Regions from separate parts of the Zea mays genome. Here region 2 is linked to region 1. A link is a contact called in public Hi-C data. All regions are on one chromosome and are shown on one strand. The core of a region is the stretch at or near the end of the contact, and the rest is flanking DNA. Distances in the headings are between cores, read along the strand shown. Region 1 holds the start of LOC103643259 (probable LRR receptor-like serine/threonine-protein kinase At2g23950). Region 2 holds the start of LOC542463 (cinnamoyl CoA reductase 1).

What was found. Hi-C and Micro-C count contacts between places; a contact is called where the count stands out from the background.
Region 2: a contact with region 1 is called in a Hi-C map of endosperm, with 2.1 times the contacts expected there. The contact joins the promoter of LOC542463 here to the promoter of LOC103643259 in region 1. A contact is called at or near these places in 3 of 25 Hi-C or Micro-C datasets (endosperm, leaf and tassel).

What each region holds. Positions count from the first base shown.
Region 1 is chr1:216,081,444-216,087,586 of Zm-B73-REFERENCE-NAM-5.0, reverse strand. It overlaps LOC103643259 (probable LRR receptor-like serine/threonine-protein kinase At2g23950), which reads right to left and starts at 2,934. Exons shown (of 11, transcript XM_008666415.3): 1 at 2,688-2,934; 2 at 2,458-2,590; 3 at 2,242-2,313; 4 at 1,983-2,126; 5 at 1,773-1,844; 6 at 1,559-1,618; 7 at 1,254-1,366; 8 at 699-881; 9 at 238-615. The coding sequence starts at 2,889.
Region 2 is chr1:216,339,775-216,345,917 of Zm-B73-REFERENCE-NAM-5.0, reverse strand. It overlaps LOC542463 (cinnamoyl CoA reductase 1), which reads right to left and starts at 2,448. Exons shown (of 5, transcript NM_001112018.1): 1 at 2,082-2,448; 2 at 1,816-1,970; 3 at 1,526-1,714. The coding sequence starts at 2,268.

The DNA of each region.
Region 1 (6,143 bases), core at 1,685-4,184:
TGTACACCCTCCATGACTCTTGCGTGCACTTCCGCGCGCGTGGTGGAGGGTCCCACTCGCTCCGACCGCGTAATCTCCCCGCACGAACCTTGATGCCGGCACAATTAAGCCACTGGCTGGCCGAGACATGTACGGTCGTACCCCGTCCGCGACAGAGATACTACGACGTGAACGACATGCATGGGGTGACATGACACGACACGACAGGACAGGGGGGCATTCAGGAGGGGAACGTACCTCGCAGCCGCGACGCGACGCTGCCGTTGGGCATGTAGGGGTAGACGAGGAGGCGCTCGCCCGAGGCGGCGCAGAAGCCGACCAGGCGCAGCAGGTGGCGGTGCACGGCGAGGCTGATCATCTCCACCTCCGTGCGGAACTGGGCCTCGCCCGACGCGCTGGGGTCCTTGAGCCGCTTCACGGCCACCGTGGTGCCGTCGGCGAGGCGGCCGCGGTACACGTTCCCGAACCCGCCCTTGCCCAGGATGTTCTTGGCGCTGAACCCGTCCGTGGCCGCCTGCAGCTCCCGCAGCCCGAACTGGCGCACGTTCCCCAGCCGCGCCGCCGCCGCCACCACGCCACCGCCGCCGCCGTCCTCCAGGTCGCAGCCGCCCCGCTCTGCAGCAATCCCATGCATATGGGCGTTGTTACGTCCGGCCGTTTCCAGGAATGTTTAGGGTCGCTGGTGATTTGGGACGTACCGTGGATGATGCCGAGAACGGAGGAGGGCCGCCCCCCCGTGTGCCGGCGCTTTCGCCGCCAGAGGAAGCAGGACACGGCGAAGAGCACAAGGGAGGAGGCGCCCAGGCTTGTCCCTACGCCGATCGGCAGCCGCGCGCCAGCAGCCTTTGACCTGCCCGCTGCCGCCGCCCCTGTCCCTGTCCCTGCGCGCGCACACACACACAAAAGCCAAACGCTGATCCCCAGGCGCGAGCAGCAGCAGATGCACGGTTCAGGCCAGACCGCGCCACCAGCGCTACATACAGGCATACAGCCTACTACAGGTATTCCCGGCCGCAAGCGAGAGCGACGGCGCCCCCATGCCGACAGCACCGTGTCCCCTCGACCGCTACCCCGGCGAGGCAAGGGCACAAAAGCAGCGGCAGCAGCGACGCATGCATGCACGCCACGCCACGCACTCCGAGAAAGGGCCGAAAAGCATTGAGCGCGACTAGCTGCTAGGCGCGCGAGCTGGCCTGCCTGACTGGCCGTAGATATGAATGATAGACATAGAGGCAGGAAGGAAGAGTGCTCACTGCTGCCGCCCGGAGTGGATTCCAGCGGGAAGGGTACGGTGACCGGCGGCAGCGCGGCGGCGCACTCCCCTGCGCCGGCGTTGCTCCCACATATCATCGGGTTGCCCACGACGCTGCACGCCACGCGAACATTATTAAACAAAACAAACACCCTTCGCATTAGATTCGATGCTACTACCACCACCATCATACAGCTCGAGCTCTCTTTTTTTAAAAAAAAAAGAAGAAGAAGAAGCAAAAGTTACAGTGTGCATTAGGATAAGACGGTCGTGTGGCGGGGCAGCAGCAGTATTAAGCGCACTTACTTGAAGGTCCGTGTCGGGAAGAGCGGGACGGGGCCAGTGAGGTTGTTGAAGGACAGGTCCCTGGGAACAGACACCGACCAACCGCATCGAGTTCACGGATTGAAATTCGATTTAAAGCGCAAAAGGGAAACGAAGCAGCCAACAGGTGCACATGTAGTAGAATCGAGGAAGCCGAGATGGCTTCGACGAGACGCGTGCGTGCGTGCGTACGTACAGGAAGGAGAGCTGCGGGATCTTGGCCAGCGACGCGGGGAACGGCCCGGACAAGCTGTTGTTGTTCAGCCTCCTGCAGCAAGAGCACACGCAGACAGGACGGAGAGCAGCATGAGATATATACTCGCGCCTGTAACTGGAATGGAGATGGGATTATGGGAGGCGGTTTGCTGAATCCTCAAGGCTGAGACAACAAGACAAGACTACTCACAGGTATCGGAGGGTGGTGATGCGGCCCAGCGTGTTGGGCACGCGGCCGGAGAAGCGGTTGTTGGAGAGGTCCAGCGTCTGCAGCCTCGGCAGCGCGCCCAGCTCCGGCGGCAGCCGCCCCGTGATGTTGTTGTTCTGCAGCAGCCTGAAAAACAACGGGCGCGAAACGCGTCAGCAGAGAGGCTCGCTTCCTTCACCCAAGAACCACACAAGACGGATGGATGGATAGATAGATTCGTGGCTCTTGGATGATTGCTTACACTTGCTCGAGGTGGGTGAGGTTGGCGATCCTCCCGGACAGAGTCCCCGACAAGCCCTGGCTCGGCACTCCCCTGGAACGCGAAAACGATGAGGTTAGCGGAGGAGCTCGCCCGCCGCGCGCCGGCCATTACTACCAGTTCTCTTCGTACGGCTCGGCTCGTCTCGTCACGCCGGCCGCGAGCCCGCGACGAGGAGGGAGAGGGACGGGAGCTTACAGGCCGATGACGAGGTTCTGCGGGGAGCAGGTGATCATGGCCCAGCTGCAGGGGTCGACCGAGTCCTGGTCCCAGCTCCTGAGCACGCCGTGCGGGTCGACCAGCCCCTGCCTGATGGCGATCAACGCCTGCACTGCACGCGAAGCTCGCGCGCGACGGTACAATCAGAAAAAAAAAACCAACCAAATGTTGCTGCTGCACCATGCATGGCCGGAATGATGCGGCGTTACCTTCGGGGTTGAGGGGCTCGGAAGCGAGCGCGGAGGGGAGGAGGAGGAGGGCGAGGACGGCGGCGGGGAGCGAGAGGCGGAGGCCGCTGCACGCCATCGGAAGAGCTGGCTCCGGGAAGGGGAGTGCCGAAATGATGGGTGCGAGCGAGAGGAGGAGGAGAAAGACGAGCGAGAGCTGGGACGGGCAGGGGCGGCAGTGCATAGGGTGGAGTGGAGTGGAGTGCCTTTGGCTTTGCTTTTCCTCGTGTCGTGCAAGGCGGCAGGAACGAATTTTTTGTATTTTGATCCTTCATCGGAAAAAAATTCACGTTTAGACCTTAGAAAATTTTAATGTCATTTTTGGACCCTTTGCTCGGCGCCGTAGCCTATGGCGCCGAGGTAACACAGCTCGGCGCCATAGGCTATGGCGCTGAGGTACGTGCTGCGCTGGCACAAACGGACGGCGTGGCGCCGACGTGGCACCGAGCTCGGCGCCATAGATCTTGGCGCCGAGCTCTGTTCTGTACACAGAACTTGTGTAGCTCAGTTGGTAAAACACAAGTCTCTTAACCTTATGGTTGTGGGTTCAAGCCCCACAGTGAGCATTTTTTAATACTTTTTATCTTTGTCACTTTTTTTTCTGATTTTTCGTTTATGTCGCTGATTTATCCGTCTAGATTTATTTCTCATCTAAATTTTTTTTCGTTTTTGTGACGGCTTTGTTTATTCGTCCAGATTTTTTTTATCTGGCGAGCAAAAACAAATCAGTCAGCGAACAAAAAAAAAATATTTGTCCAGATAGAGGATTCTCGGAATGAATCTGGTCATCACTTGACATCTCTTCAGTTGATGAGGATCTACCATCCCCAGCATTGTCCTCAGCCAAAGCGCCAGCCATCAATCTATCACGGTATCACCTGTGGTACTCAGCTATGTAGCACTCCAACTTTCCTTCCTGCAGTGTCACGAAACTGGAATAATAAGCCTATGTTTCAGTAGACGGCAGAGTAACAAAAAAGAGACATCCAAAAGTGAGGCTACTAGTAGACATTAAAAAAATATCTGGATGAATAAACAAATCAGTCACAAAAACAAAAACAAAACTGGATGAAAAATAAATTTGGACGGACAAATCAGCGACATAAACAAAAAATCTTGACAACAAAAAATAAATCAGTGACAAAGACAAAAAATAACACCCACTGTGGGGCTTAAACCCACAACCACAAGGTTAAGAGTCTTACGCTCTACCAACTAAGCTAGACAACCTTTGTGTACAGAACCAAGCTCGGCGCCAAGATCTATGGCGCCGAGCTTGGTACCACGTCGGCGCCACGTCGGCCGTTTGGCCCAGCGTAGCACCTACCTCGGCGCCATAGCCTATGGCGCCGAGCTGTGTTACCTCGCCGCCATAGGCTATGGCGCCGAGCAAAGGGTCCAAAAATAACATTAAAATTTTTTAGGTTCCAAACGTGATATTGTTTTTGAGGAAGGGTTAAAATGCAAAAAATTCGGGCGATGCGATGCGAATGCGACGGGTGTGGTGCCGATGCCGGGCCCGGGGTGTGGTGGTCTACTGGTCTGCAATACTGCATGCCCACTCAGCCATTGCCATGGCATCTTCGGGTGACACTTGACAGAGAAATGATCATGGATGGCATGGAACCTGACGGGTGGGGGCTTCCGAGGCCGCTGATGAGTCCGCGGGACCCGGCCGCCCGGCCGGCGTGCAGTGAGCGCGCGATTTTGAGCAAAGGCCCGGTTTCTTTTCTTGGCGCTGCCCGCTGCAGTGCGCAGCTGCCTGTGGGACTTGGTAGTAGCGCAAGTCTGAAGATTCTTGTGGGGCTGATGATGGCAGTTTAGCCCCGGCTGATCGCTGTCAAAGTGCTGCAGTCAAGCTGCTGCTGCCCAATACAGCTAATTAATGATCAATCTCCGATATAACAGAAAGGAAAAGGGCTTACTCCATCCGATTGTCGGTTTTATATTGCCAAGCAGGTCTCCGTGAGCCGTGCAGTGCAGAGAATATCCTTCCACCACTCGAGGTCTCAGGTGTGCAGATTGGATCCCCAAGTACAACCATACATGACTCGAGTACTGGATTGGAGGGATTTGAACCTTGGCTGGGAGCAGCTACGCCTGGTGACCGTAGAAGACCGTACGTGAAACGGAAGGGCTATCGTGTCATCAGTGCGTATTTGTTCAGAAGCTGATGTCACGGAAGAGTTTCAGGTCCCGTCCAATCAAAGCACGCAAGGAACTGCCTTGATTCCCACAAGACAACGGCAACTGCAAGTGTTGTTGAGGGAGGGAGGCCAAGGGCAACTCAGCTACTGCAATTCGGAATCAGCATGTTGTTCAATGTATCGGGGGGAGTCAGAGGAGAACAGGGTCTCCCGACTCCCGAGCAGGCGGCAAGAGAAGGCGTAGCAGGCCACTGCCATGTGGCCCCGCATGCAAGCCGATAGGTGGTTCTCTCGGTCACGTCACGTGGCGTGAAGGAACGGGTCAAAAGACAGACCACCCTGGACCCCTGGTAACTGGTAAGCCTGCCTGCCTGCCTCTGAGCGGCCGCGTCCGGCACTGCAGCTCGGTAAAAATGACAACGGAATGCTCGGCGCAGACATGGCAACCCCCTCGGCGAATAGGCGATGCGGGTCTGGCTCCTCCTCGGCCATGGGAACGCACTCCGTTGATCAGAGGCCACAACGCCTCCTCCTCTGTTTCAGCACACGATGTACGTGAAGGTCGCTTTCTTGGCTCCTCCTGCCAAAGCCAACGAAAGACGACGAGGGAGAGAAAAAAAAGGAGATTGAGGGAAAGAGGAGAGAGAGGAAAGTGAAAAAGGAAGCGAGTGAAAGCAAAGGATGCCAAAGCTTGGGGGGCGGATAGACAGAAAAGACAATTTTTTTAAATAAATTAGAAAAAGGGAACAAAACATAAAAGGAGACGACGAGTAGGAGTAGGACACTGAGTGAGCCGTGATATGGCGAAAAGAAGAGGTCCAAGGCAGGCAGGCGCACTGCCACACTGGCACGGGGCAGGGCAGCCGAGCCGACGAGGCCAGACTGCCCGACTGCCGAGTGACGGGCACCTGCTCTTCTGCTGCTGCTGCTCTCTGCCGCGGCCCGCGGGTGCTGCCTGTGCCTGCTGCTGCCCAGTGCGCCCGCTCACAGGCTCGCTCGCCATGGCAGTTGGCAAGCTCGCGTCTCGTCCTCGCCCACTCCCCGGTCGCACACTCATTGCCGCCCACCTCTTTTTCGGGCAAGCCTGAGGGCTGCGGCACGGGCGCTGCCGGCTCCAGACGGGGGAAAAAAAGGCGGGGAATCATGGCCGGCCCGGCCGCCCGGCCATGGAATCATGCTGTGTGTTCGACGTGAGGGCGCCAATGTTCGACGTGGTGCGAGGCAGGGCCAGCGCGCGCGTACTTGGGCGGCGGCGTGCCATGATCCCTCTCTCCCTCGCGTGTTGCATGGA
Region 2 (6,143 bases), core at 1,199-3,698, 260 kb before region 1:
ACACAGGATACGTTGCCATATATATATATATATAATATATATATATATATATATATATATATATATATATATATATATATATATATATATATATATATATATATATATATATATATATAAAATCCTTCCCTCGGTTCAGAATTATAAATCATTTTTTTAAAAATATTATTAGTGGGTCAAAGGTAGCACATCAAATTTAACTAAAACTATAGGAGCAAAAAAAAACATGCCATCAAATAAATACACTATAAAAACACAATTAATAAAAAATATAGTATTACTCGTTTGATATCGTAAATTACTACAGTTTTTTTTAAATAAAAATATTCTATAAAAGTTGGTCCAATGAAGTTGGGATGACGACTTGTAATAAATCCGCAAATTAAAGCCGGGGAGAGTAGAATTTGCTCGCTCCTCCGCAAATTAAAGCCAGCAGAGTTTGCTGCACAGAATAAATGGCGATCGACAAAGGCCTGCCCATCACTGCTAGCATGTGTCGACCGGCAAACTGGTGGCGTCGTCGTCGTGCATGTGTGTGTTTTTCTGGGCAGCTGAAATTTCCGTCTTCCATAGGACACGCTACACGCACACACAGACACAGACACAGGCTACTAGGCTAGAACAATTCTAGTGTGGTTGCGGGGCGGCTAGCTAGCTAGGAGAGTTGTAAGGCGTGGGTACGGTGCTGCATCTGTCCAATCATTTTAAGAGCCCACCGCGATCAAAATAGCAAGGTTAATTTGAATTCTCAGCTTTAGCTTTGACACTAAAGAGTGTCCATGCGTACGTGTTGAAGAAACACGCATGTGGGATGAGATTCTTCGCTACTGATAATTAAGCAGGTCGTAGCTCAAGCGCTGCATGCCATACATGTGTCCATCGGCGACGGCGTGCGTGGCCCCATGCAGAGGCAGGATTAATTCGCGTGGTGCGTGCGTTCTCCGTCCACATGCATGATTTGCTCCTTTTCCGTTCTCCGTTTTTTTTTTTGCGGAACCAAATTCCTTTTCATATATATGCGTTATTTCGGCTGCTTGCCTAGCTAGTGCTGTTGGTCACGCTAGAAAAAGCTGTGGTTCAAATCCTAGCTAGCTAGTGCTGCTCTCTGTGTGCTTTGGACAGGCACCATCGATGACGATGAGCACTTAGTTGGTTCTATTTGGCGGCCTCAAAAGTACTCGAACGTACTCTAGTCTAGTCTCTTCTAGGGCTCTCGGTGGTTGGTAGCTAGCTAGTGCATGCATGCCAATATACTAGCAGGTAATGATTCGCCTATCTCGTCACAGCTACCTTTATTAGTGTTTCTTTCACCCTTTCCTTTGATCGTCCTTACTTGCAAGAAATGAAAACGTATGCATCAAATTAAAGGATCGGAAACACTAATTTAATATATGGTGCTGGCGTACGTGGTGCAGCGGACGGTATAGCAGGAGCTAGCTACAAGCTACTGTACTTAGTAGTAGATCAGATGATGGATGGATGGAGACGATCGATCAAATAAAAGTGAGCAAGCAAGCACACCCACCCTGGTTTTCTCGCAGAACTCGAGGTCGCTCCAGCACGACTCGTCGACCACGACGTCGGGCCCGCGCTTGGGGTCCATGGTCACGGCGCCGATGGACGACGTGAACACCACCCGCCGCACCGTGCCGGCCTCCGCCGCCGCGTTGATCACGTACTCGGTGCCGCGCACCGCCGGCTCCACCATTTGCTCCTGCACGCGCACACATGCATGGTGCATGCGGTCCCCTTGTTACTACTTTACTGATCAGTCAGTCGACGAGTGCTGGAACTAACCCGGCCGACGGAACTCACCGGGTCGTCGGTGACGGGGGAGGCGGTGTGGAAGACGCCCTGGCAGCCCTGCACGGCGCGGCAGATGGCGTCGTAGTCCAGCAGATCGGCCTTGCAGAGGATCAGCCGCTCGGCGGCGCCGTCCAGCGCCTTGAGGTGCGCGTTCTTCGGGTCATCTGCTGCCATGAACATGTACAAACACGTTAATCGCTCCATCTGCTGCCACGCTCGCGCAGGTCGACATAGTAGACTGCTTATATATAACAACAAGCAGGAGGCATGCATGCCTGGGTTCCTGACGGTGCCCTTCACAGTGTATCCCTTCTCGAGCAGCAGCTTCACCAACCACGAGGCGATGTACCCGGCCGCGCCGGTCACGCACACGGTCTGCCCGTTCCCCGCCGGTACCGCGGTGGCGGCGGCAGCAGGGGCGCCGGCATCGGTGGAGGAGACGACGGCGTCGACGACGGTCATCCTGGCGACGACGACGACGATGATGGTAGTACCTGCAGCTGCTCTTCTAGCTCGCGCCCGCTCGTCCTTATTTACCCCTCTCGATCTTTAGCTAGATGTGTAGCTAAAAGATGTAGTAGTTTTTAGGTCTCCTCCCCCCTTGGTGCAGTTGTGCGGTCGAGCGTGATGACGACGATCGAGTTGGTAGCTAGGTTTGGTAGGATTCTCTCTTCCGATTCATCCTGAGAAGGGTGGGCGTTGGAGTGGCGCGGAATTTATAGGCCACAACAAGGCGAGGCTGCTAGCTGAGACGGGTGGAGGGGGATCGGAGCGCGCAGTGCGATGCGAGCGAGTGATGAGTAGCGCTGAGACAGACACGGACAGCGAGATGATAATAGACGTCCGGACACCGTGCGCGCTCGCGCGGTGTGGGTGTGGTGTGGCCCCCCTCTGCGCGATCGCGATCGCGACCGCGGGTTAGGTGAGGCAACCCCATGCCGTCTTCCACGACGTACATCACGCAAACGTAATTGGCTGCGTGTATGTATACTGTATGTACGCGAGGGCCACACGGGGAGTCCGATTTTTTATTTTTTTTTTAAAAAAACTTTGTTTGCATTTCTGGTGAGATTATTATCGTCTTTGAACAACATAGAGCACGAGGAGTCCATTTTTTATTTTTTATTTTAAATACTATGTTTGCTTTTTTTAAAATACTATATTTTAGATTATTGGAGGGGGCTCCCCCTCGGCTGCGCAGACAGTTAAGGACAAAGGGAAAGGAAGACAAGGGACAGGGAGAAGAAGAAAGAGGAGAAAGTAAAAAAAAGAGAGAAAGAGTAGGACAAAAAAAGAGATAATCAGCCCTAGCCTTCCCTTACGATAGATCTTGGATCCACCAATAGATCATAGTGTTGGCGCCGATCCAGACGCCAATCACTGCGATGAGAATCGTCGGCGGTGCTCTCTGCGGAGGCGCGTGTAGGAAACGATGACGTCTAAGAGAGGGTGAATTAGGACTTCTAATTTTTTCTCTAAACTAAGTCATAAATAAATTCCTACAACAAAACCTATACAAATAAATAATCTAGAATGTGCAAACTATGTTTTATTTGTCTAAGTGTTGCTATCTCTACTGCAAAGGCTAAGTTTCAATCTAAATAATCTAACTAGAAAGACAAGATTGAAACTTAAATACTTAATATAAATACGGAAGGTAAAGAGGAAGGTAGAGACGCAAACTCTCGTGTATGACACTGGTATTTTTACCGAGGTATCCGGAACCACGCAAGGTCCCGACTAATCCTCGTTGGTGCTGTTGAGCATCAAAATAAGCTGCCGAACGGTCCGGCCCTGGGGCCGGACGGTCCGTGCGCGCGCAGAACCCGTTGGGTTCCGAGTTTCTTGCTACAGTTGTTGGCTAGATTCGCGGAATTAGCTCGAGAAATCTGTTTGTAACGGGTCCAGCCCCCTCCTCTATAAATATAGAGGATTACGGCCGATTAATCATCAACAATCGAATCAATAATCAATTTATGTCGTATTTATTTCTTGTACATTTAGGAGTAGTTCTAGTCTAGTTCTAGTTTAGTCTTCCAATCCCAAATTCTCCGCTTCTCTTTGACTCTACGTCGATTATAGGAGTCTAGATCGGCCTGCCGAGCCTAGACAACACCTAAGATCTCTCCTCCCCGACGAGGTCCCTCCCGAGAGCGAGATCCAGGCGCCGCTGACGACCTTCGCCGCCCCTGCGCACGCGCGGGTCGTCCGGCCTGTAGGCGCAGACCGTCCGGCCCGTCAGGCAGGAAACCCTAGCCCTGCTCCAGGTCGCGGACCGTCCGGCCCCTGGCCGCGGACTGTCCGCACCTGTGCAGAGAGCACCACCGCCGGTTCTCACGCAGTGATTGGCGCCCAAAAAGACACCAACACACTTTTAGCGACTCCGATGGGGAAAACACATATAGACCCATTAGATCGGCCCTCAATGGCCGGTTCAAGGGATAGCTCTCTGACGTCTCCCCCAGCAATATCGACTTGGGGACCTTGCTGGTTGACGAACAACTCCAGTTCGAGGAGCACAAGGAGCAGCTGATCCAAGAAGCAAAGGCGCAGTTCCTAGCCAACTTCAAGGTGGACAGAAACAACAAGGTCGTTCGGCAACGAACGACTGATCTGGCTTTGCTCCGACCCATAACGAATACCCCCAATGTAAGTAACACCAACGAGCTTCAATCTCTTAAAGCTTACATAGATTAACAACGAGAACAAATGCAACATATCGTAGGGGTATACAAAAAGATTATAAAAGGCTAATATGTGCGTTTGATAAATCCACTGTTGCAAATTTTCCTTCGCACGAGGTTGAATTGGGGGAAAATACACGGAATTCATCGGCTACATGTTGTCACGACCAGTCACAACCCCTTATGGGATGCCGATGGACACATACCCCGAGCAACCACAAATCGGCAATAAATTAGTCGATCTGCACATGTCTGGACTGTTCGCACGCGAGCGCGGTCCGTCCAGGCCAACAACGGCCAGTCCTATTTTTAATGAGTTACCGAGATATGCGTCCGAGCCGTCACATGTTGCACAAGCCCTAAACCACCCACATTGTCGGTGTTTGGGACCCGACCGTGCACCCAGGGTTACCCCTCGAGGTGCTTTTGGGTAGGACGGTGTTGCTGACTGTAGCTCGATGGTTCGTGCTAAGCGGACGAGAGACAATAGACAATTTTCTATAGGTTCAAACCGCTTGGAGAGACGTAATACCCTACTTCCTGGTGTGGATCTTTATGTGATGGGTTACAGGAGGATTCTCTAGTATGAAGGATGCTAGAGAATGGAGTAGATGGCTGATGAATGACCTATCTTTTGATGGGGTGCCCACTGGGCCTTATATATCCGATTGTGGGGCATTTACATATGTGTACGATAACGTTGCATGCCTAAGTAATAGTGAACCGACCGAACTTATCTTCCTACAATCTTGCCGACTTACTCTCACTCAGTTCCGATGTCCAAGGTGGTCACGCGGGAGAATCGGATCAGAGCTTCGGATAACGCTCAAAACCCCGCGAACCGCCTTGGCCCGCGCTTGTTCATTCCTTGCGTCAGCCCATTCTGCCAGCAGTTCTCCCCTGGCCCACGAAGGGATGGCCTTGCGAGATAGTAAGCCCAAAACCGTTTGTGAGGCCTTCTAACCTTCTAGTGGACCCAGGGGATATCTGTCCTCCACATACACACACACACCGTCCGCATATGATCACAGACGATCCGCATATCCGACCAGACGGTCCACGTATCCGACCGAACGGTCCGACACATGGTTGATTGAGGAGGATTGTTATATAAATCCTCGTCCGTCCCAACAACCCATCACACTATACAATGCATCAGCCCAATAATACAGAATCCCAAGCCTATGGGGGCGAGTACTTTTCGGCCCCGCCTAGAAGGCCAGAAAGGAACGGTAAATCCTATGAACCATATAGGGCAAATAGTAATGCACCACATAACTCAAACCAATGGGGGGGGAAGACAACAAACTATTGTCCAAACAACCTCACCTATGATGGGACAAAGAGTCGGTGGTCTCCACTGGCTGCTATTGATATAGTAAGGGAAGAAATAGCTGGGGCATTCTAAGATAAGCTCGGAGTAAGCATGGTCCCTGTGGGGCAGTCATATCGGAGGCCTTATGATAGCTGATTTGATCACCACCCATACCCACAGGGAACTAGGATACCCGAATTCGCAAAATTTGCGGGTGACTAAGGAAAAAGCACACGTGAACACATAGGACAATTTCTAGCACAATTAGGAGAATTGGCCGACACAGAGGCATTCCACGTGCGTTTATTTTCATTATCTTTAACAGAAACCGCATTCAT